2 separate regions of the Mus musculus genome follow, and region 1 is linked to region 2. Evidence: chromatin contacts called from public Hi-C data. All regions are on one chromosome and are shown on one strand. Each heading gives the region's core, a stretch centred on a gene start, on an enhancer-like site or on the middle of the called end of the contact. The rest is flanking DNA. Distances are from core to core; before and after follow the strand shown.

Evidence for each region. A called contact is a pair of places that touch in the nucleus more often than the background predicts.
Region 1: a Hi-C map of extraembryonic ectoderm shows a contact between it and region 2, with 2.8 times the contacts expected there. The contact joins two enhancer-like sites. A contact is called at or near these places in 11 of 484 Hi-C or Micro-C datasets (embryonic stem cells, extraembryonic ectoderm, morula and 2 more) and 2 of 115 datasets of contacts at active chromatin or transcription factors (both in embryonic stem cells).

What each region holds. Positions count from the first base shown.
Region 1 is chr5:151,053,209-151,055,908 of GRCm38.p6, reverse strand. The region is part of intron 7 of Stard13 (StAR-related lipid transfer (START) domain containing 13); the gene reads left to right. Among named protein-coding and RNA genes, the nearest start is that of Kl, 100 kb to the right of the region's middle. Within about 2 kb of position 1,333, at least 80 of the 459 cell types and tissues checked have an H3K27ac peak or open chromatin away from gene starts, as enhancers often do. A contact at or near this core is called in extraembryonic ectoderm, trophoblast stem cells and uterus, where this site is marked.
Region 2 is chr5:150,978,508-150,981,207 of GRCm38.p6, reverse strand. Kl (klotho) reads right to left here. Exons shown (of 5, transcript NM_013823.2): 2 at 88-598. Among named protein-coding and RNA genes, the nearest start is that of Kl, 27 kb to the right of the region's middle. Within about 2 kb of position 1,302, at least 17 of the 459 cell types and tissues checked have an H3K27ac peak or open chromatin away from gene starts, as enhancers often do. A contact at or near this core is called in extraembryonic ectoderm, trophoblast stem cells and uterus, where this site is marked.

The DNA of each region.
Region 1 (2,700 bases), core at 84-2,583, 75 kb before region 2:
CGCAGGCAAGAGAGGTGCTCCTGCAGGGGGCGCTCCTGCAGAGGGTTCTTCATGGCTAAGCACCTTGTGCCTCCTGAGGAGAGCAGTGGAGATTGTAAAGAGCAGGCCTGCGGTGTAAATTCTGGGACCCAGTATAAAATCAAAGAGTACGATTTCTTGTTCATTTCTACTTTCATTTTTCAAAAGGGTTTAGTCATTTTTATCTTAAGTGCATGAGTGTTTTGCCTGCAAGTGTGTCTGTGCGCCACAGTGCATGTCCGGTGTCCACACAGGCCAGAAGAGGGCATCAGAGTCCCTCTAGAACTGGAATTACTGAAGGCCATGAGCTCCCATGTGGGTGCTGGGAGCTGAACCCAGGCACTCTGCAAGCTCCAGCCAGTCCTCATTCATATACGTGTGAGACTCTCAACTCTGACAACAGAGCATTAAACAGACTGAAAGACCCAGGTTACCTCTCAACCACAATGAGTATCAGAACAAACAAAACACTTTCTGTTCTTAGAACAAAGTATCTTAGGTCCAACATGCAAATGTACTGGAAGCTTTGCTACAAAGAAATGGCTATTGGCAATTAGTGTCTTTCACAGTTCAGAGATGGCCTCTCTTAGACTCCACACTACTACATCTTTAGAACTATTGTCTTACTGTGCCCAGTCACTGCTGACTGCCACTTCAGAAACCCAATCCTAAACCGGTCAGGGGTTCCCCACTTCATTCATGGAGAAGCAGCTAAGAGTCAGACAACAGAAACTCCTAAGTTTGTTTGTTCATCACCTCGCTGCTGTCCCTTGGAAGACTGCGTTTCTTGGGCCATTCTTAGGTTCTGTACCTAGAATCTGGTCTGGTTTTTTTAAATCATTTTGTATTTACCAAGCTTAGGAAAGCCCTTTCCTTCTAGGCTTCCAATACAGTCCACAGAACCCAGAGCTGTTTCCCACCTCTCCTGGAAGGTGAGGGTAGAACAGGAGGTTTCTGTCAGAATGAAGCAGAATGAATAGTTTCCCAATGACCCGGCCTGACCCCCTGCAGGCGGCTCAGTCAGAAGGCTCAGAGCCTGCAGCTAGAAAGCCCCAGATAGATTTGAAATAATAAAGATCACAGTGTTTTCCAAAAGAAGAAACTTGAGATCTGAACAATTCAAAGAAGGCGCCCATCCAGGATGTACACATGTACAGACTCACAAAGAGCCACAGGACACAGTGGGCCAACGGAGTGGGCTGGGCAGTACAACTAAAACATCCCTTTTGTAGACTCTCTTCCATGCTCCTCTGCTTGGGGGGGGGGGGGGGGTTGGGAAAGGGGGAAGAATTCCTTTCAAATGACATAAATAGTTGTGAATCACACTTAAGAATACACCCTCGGGGCACTGTGACCCAGTGCAGCACAGCTCTGAGGTATACACAGTCTGGAGCCTCCTTCCAGAAGTACGGATGTAAACAAACTGAAGCTGTATCCCCTTTCAATAAGCACCTGCCTCGCAGCTTGACTTCTTTCTTCCTTTCTCTTTTCCTGTCCTTTTAACAATGCCTACTTTCTTCCTGTGCACTGTGATGCAATTTGAAATACTTGCCAGATCGGGGAAAATAAATGTTCTTAAGACTGGTTGTGGAGAATCACCCAAATATAGCTAAACGTGGCATTTTCTAGACACTGCAGACTTGGAATGAAGTAACTAACACATTAAGTAGCAATCTGCCTGGATATCTTGATCTGTGGAATTCAGTGATAAGCCCAGGAATGCAAAGAGCTTTTCTTGAGAATTCTGTTCTTATGACCACAGAATGTACCCGTGTTTAATTTCCCCTGTGATCTATGCAGCTGACATGTACAGACTCCAACTGTCCTCTAATGGCTTGGAATTCTCCCCATGTTCCTGTAGTTTTTTTTTTTTTTCTTTTCTCTTTTTTTTTTCCCAAGTTAAGGTTGCTTTCATCTATAGCAACAAGCAAGAGACACCAGGGCATGGCAACCATACACATGTATTTCTCTGGGTATCTATGAGAAAGAGAAATGACCACTGGCCACTGATTACTGGTCTGGCTACTCAGAAACATTCCACCTTGCTCTTAAAGAAGTGAGCTAATCTGTATGCCACTGGGGAGCGAGGAGAGTGGAGAGCAGAAACTCAAAGTCTGGGTGTCGAGAACATGGTGCCTTGATATTGAGGCCCAGGATCCCAGGAAACCTCAGCTGTGGTTTGGATAGGGCAAGTCCTGGGTGAGAGGGCGCTAGAGGTGCTGAACCTAACCTACGCGTTCATTGTTCAACTCACTCATCCCTCTTTGGGTCCTTATTGCTCTGTTAGGAAGCAGTCAAACTGCTAAAAGTGAGAGGTTGGGATGGGGTGTAGGAAAAGGGTCTGGGATCTCAATAAGATAGCCACATACTCCATAGTAGGCAAGGTGACAAGGAAAGAAAGTTACTTCTGCTGGAGCATTTACAGCTACACTGAAATGGGCACAGTGTTCCCATGCCTCACTGTCAGTAAGAGATCAGCCTCACATTCTTACGCCACCGGCTGGTTTAAACCAGTACAGCTGATGAGCAGAGCACAAATCCAACCTCGAGCACATACTTGTGTTTCCTCAAGTGCTGACCCTGGAGGAACTGGAATTTCTACCAAGCGTCTTCTTCTTCATACTTTTTAAAAAATAGAAGCTTCTCTTCCCTCACAGGACATTTCTTTTAAATTTTCCCACA
Region 2 (2,700 bases), core at 53-2,552:
ATTGTGGAGGGTGTATGTGGTGTGTGTTGGGGGGAGTGTGCATGTGTGAATTTTGGCAAAACAATGGGATTTTTCTTGAAAGCCTACCTTTTAAGGTTTCCATTATGAACTTCTTGAGATAATACATATATTTGGCATCATCCCTTTTGGTGGTTCCCGAGACAAACCAGCCATTTTCCACAATAAATATTGGAGGGTGGTTATATTCCAGATCTATCCAAGACAGAAGCTGCCTCAGGTTGGGAGACTCCAATTGGCGGAACTTCATGTTAGGGTCCAATAGCTGAAAGCTCAAGGTTGGTCCGAAGGAGAGAGCAAAAAAGTCAGCAGTTCCTCTGATGAGCCTCTTCTCAGATTCAGTAAAATCAGGCAGAAGAGACGAGAGGTTGTTCTTCATACTCTCTGGGTAGTCGCCATCAATAAATATGGGTTTGGCAAACCAGCCTAGCACAAAGTCAAGAGACTTCTGGCATTCTCTGATATTATAGTCAGTCATTCTTCGAGGATTGATCCAATGGGAGCTTAAGGCGATAGACACCCGGCCTCCCTGTGTGGGGCGGAAAGAGGTGTTGTAGAGATGCCAGACTTTGGCATGAGCCTACAGAGAAAACAAAAAACAAAAAACAAAAAACAAACATGAATTTCTCCCAGAGTATGAGGAAGCATGCAATATTTACTGGATTCCCCACTCCACTGATGCCTGATTACCATCTGACCTAACACAGTGACTAGTCCACAATACAGCAATCAGCTAAAGCCAATAAGTTATTTCAAGGAAGGCCACCCTGCAGAGAGCTGCCACCATGATCTGAGAAGATTTCCAGTGTGTTTTAGCAGCCAGTGGAAAAAATGTAAAATCATTGTATTGAGTGGATAGTTACGATTCACATTGGAAAAATTAATAAACTAAGAATTTGTTATAATACTTACTGTTAAGTTATCTTTGGATTATGTACTTTTTAATTTGTGGGCTTGAGAAAAAAAAAAAAGAAAGAAAGAAAGAAAGAACCAATCTCCCATCTGTGGCTGTACGAGGAATTTCCAAATAGGATTATGTGTTTTGTCCTAAGAGACTAGGAGTTTCCAAATAGAATCCAGTTGTTGGAGTCAAACTGATTATTTCTCATGTGTCTGTCATCCCCAAAATTCTAACACATGCTTTTACAACTTTTGTCTTCCCTGTGAATCAGCCCAAGACATTGAAAGATGAACCTTAGTATCTTGGCCCACCATCCTGGGCGCTGAGACATTGCTGGCTTCTTAAAAGTGCAAGGGACAAGCCAGGAACAAGACATAACTAAATACAGCTGTGAGGACATGGGTTGCTAATACTGGGCCAGGAGTCCCTTGTAAAGCCGCTCTACATAGCCAACTCTGTGCTTCCAGAAACCCCAGCTGACCCCTGCCTGTTCATCTATTTCTCTTTCACTTAACAAACATTGAAGAGAATCTGGGTTTTATTTCCTCATTACCTTTGAACTCCTTGATTAATTCTTCATATTGTCCTACAAATACAAGGGCTATCTGTTAGTTTTTTATTCCCCAAACACACATTTGGAAAACTCTGCTCCCATTTGCTGCTTGATTCCATGTAGTTTCCAGAATGACTGATCCAATTTTCCTCTCACTGTGTGAGCCAGAGGATCTTCCGCTCACTATGCCAAATATCCTTTTTATTTTCCTCAAATATTCTTCTGGTTTGTCTCAGCTCAGGCATCCAAGAATGGTCTCCTCACCCATCCTCCAAGTTCAGCAAACCGTTCAATGAAGTAAATTTGTTTGTCTCTCATGTTGACTTTTTAAAACAATATGCCTCATTTCGGCAAGTGCAGTAATATTTCATAATCTGTAGCAGCTGTCTACAAGCTGAGAAAAAATAAAACTAAACCAGGTCTGCCTGGGCTGTAGAGTGAGGCCTGTCTCCAAACCTTTACAGAGGGAAAGAGGGAGGGGAGAGAGGGAAGAAAGCAACATTGAAGATATAGCTCAGTAGTCAAACGCTCACTAGCTCATGAAAGGACCTAGGTTTAATCTGGGAAACAAACAAACAAAAGGCATTAAAGAAAAAAAAAAAAAAAACTACCCTTTTGTGCAAACAATACAGACTGATCTAAAAGTTATCATCTACAGCAAGGACACAAAGGACCCTCACATAGCTGAGGGGACTTGCTACATCCACTCTAGTAGTGACACACGTGACAGGACTAGAAACCTGGATGAAGTCCTGAGGCGAAAAGTTCACGTAAACTTAGTCTCCTGGAACTGTGGCATCCCATAGCACGTATGCTCCAAACTTGTCCTTGAGAATGGATCTGTGTGCTTCCTTTCAGTATTGTTTTGTTATAGCTGCCTCCAAGCAATGACTTGCCAAATACCTAAGCAAAATCGAACTTTGCTTCCTGGCCTTCATCAATGCCCTAGGTAGTCCTTGAGCTGACCCTGGGCTTGGAATTCAGCAAGAATGTTGCCTATTCAGTGACATTCAGAATTGCCTCTCGTATTGTAAGAGAAATAGTGAAAGAAATTAGGATTTACTATCTACTACATAGAGTTAGAAATCTCAGGGCAAGCTTAGCAACATAAGTTTAGAATTCTTATTATAGTTATGTATGCGAGACTACATTACTTATTAGAAAAGTCCCCCCACACTATCACTTAGAATAAAAGTCAAGTCGCTCCCATATACAGGAATTTACAATG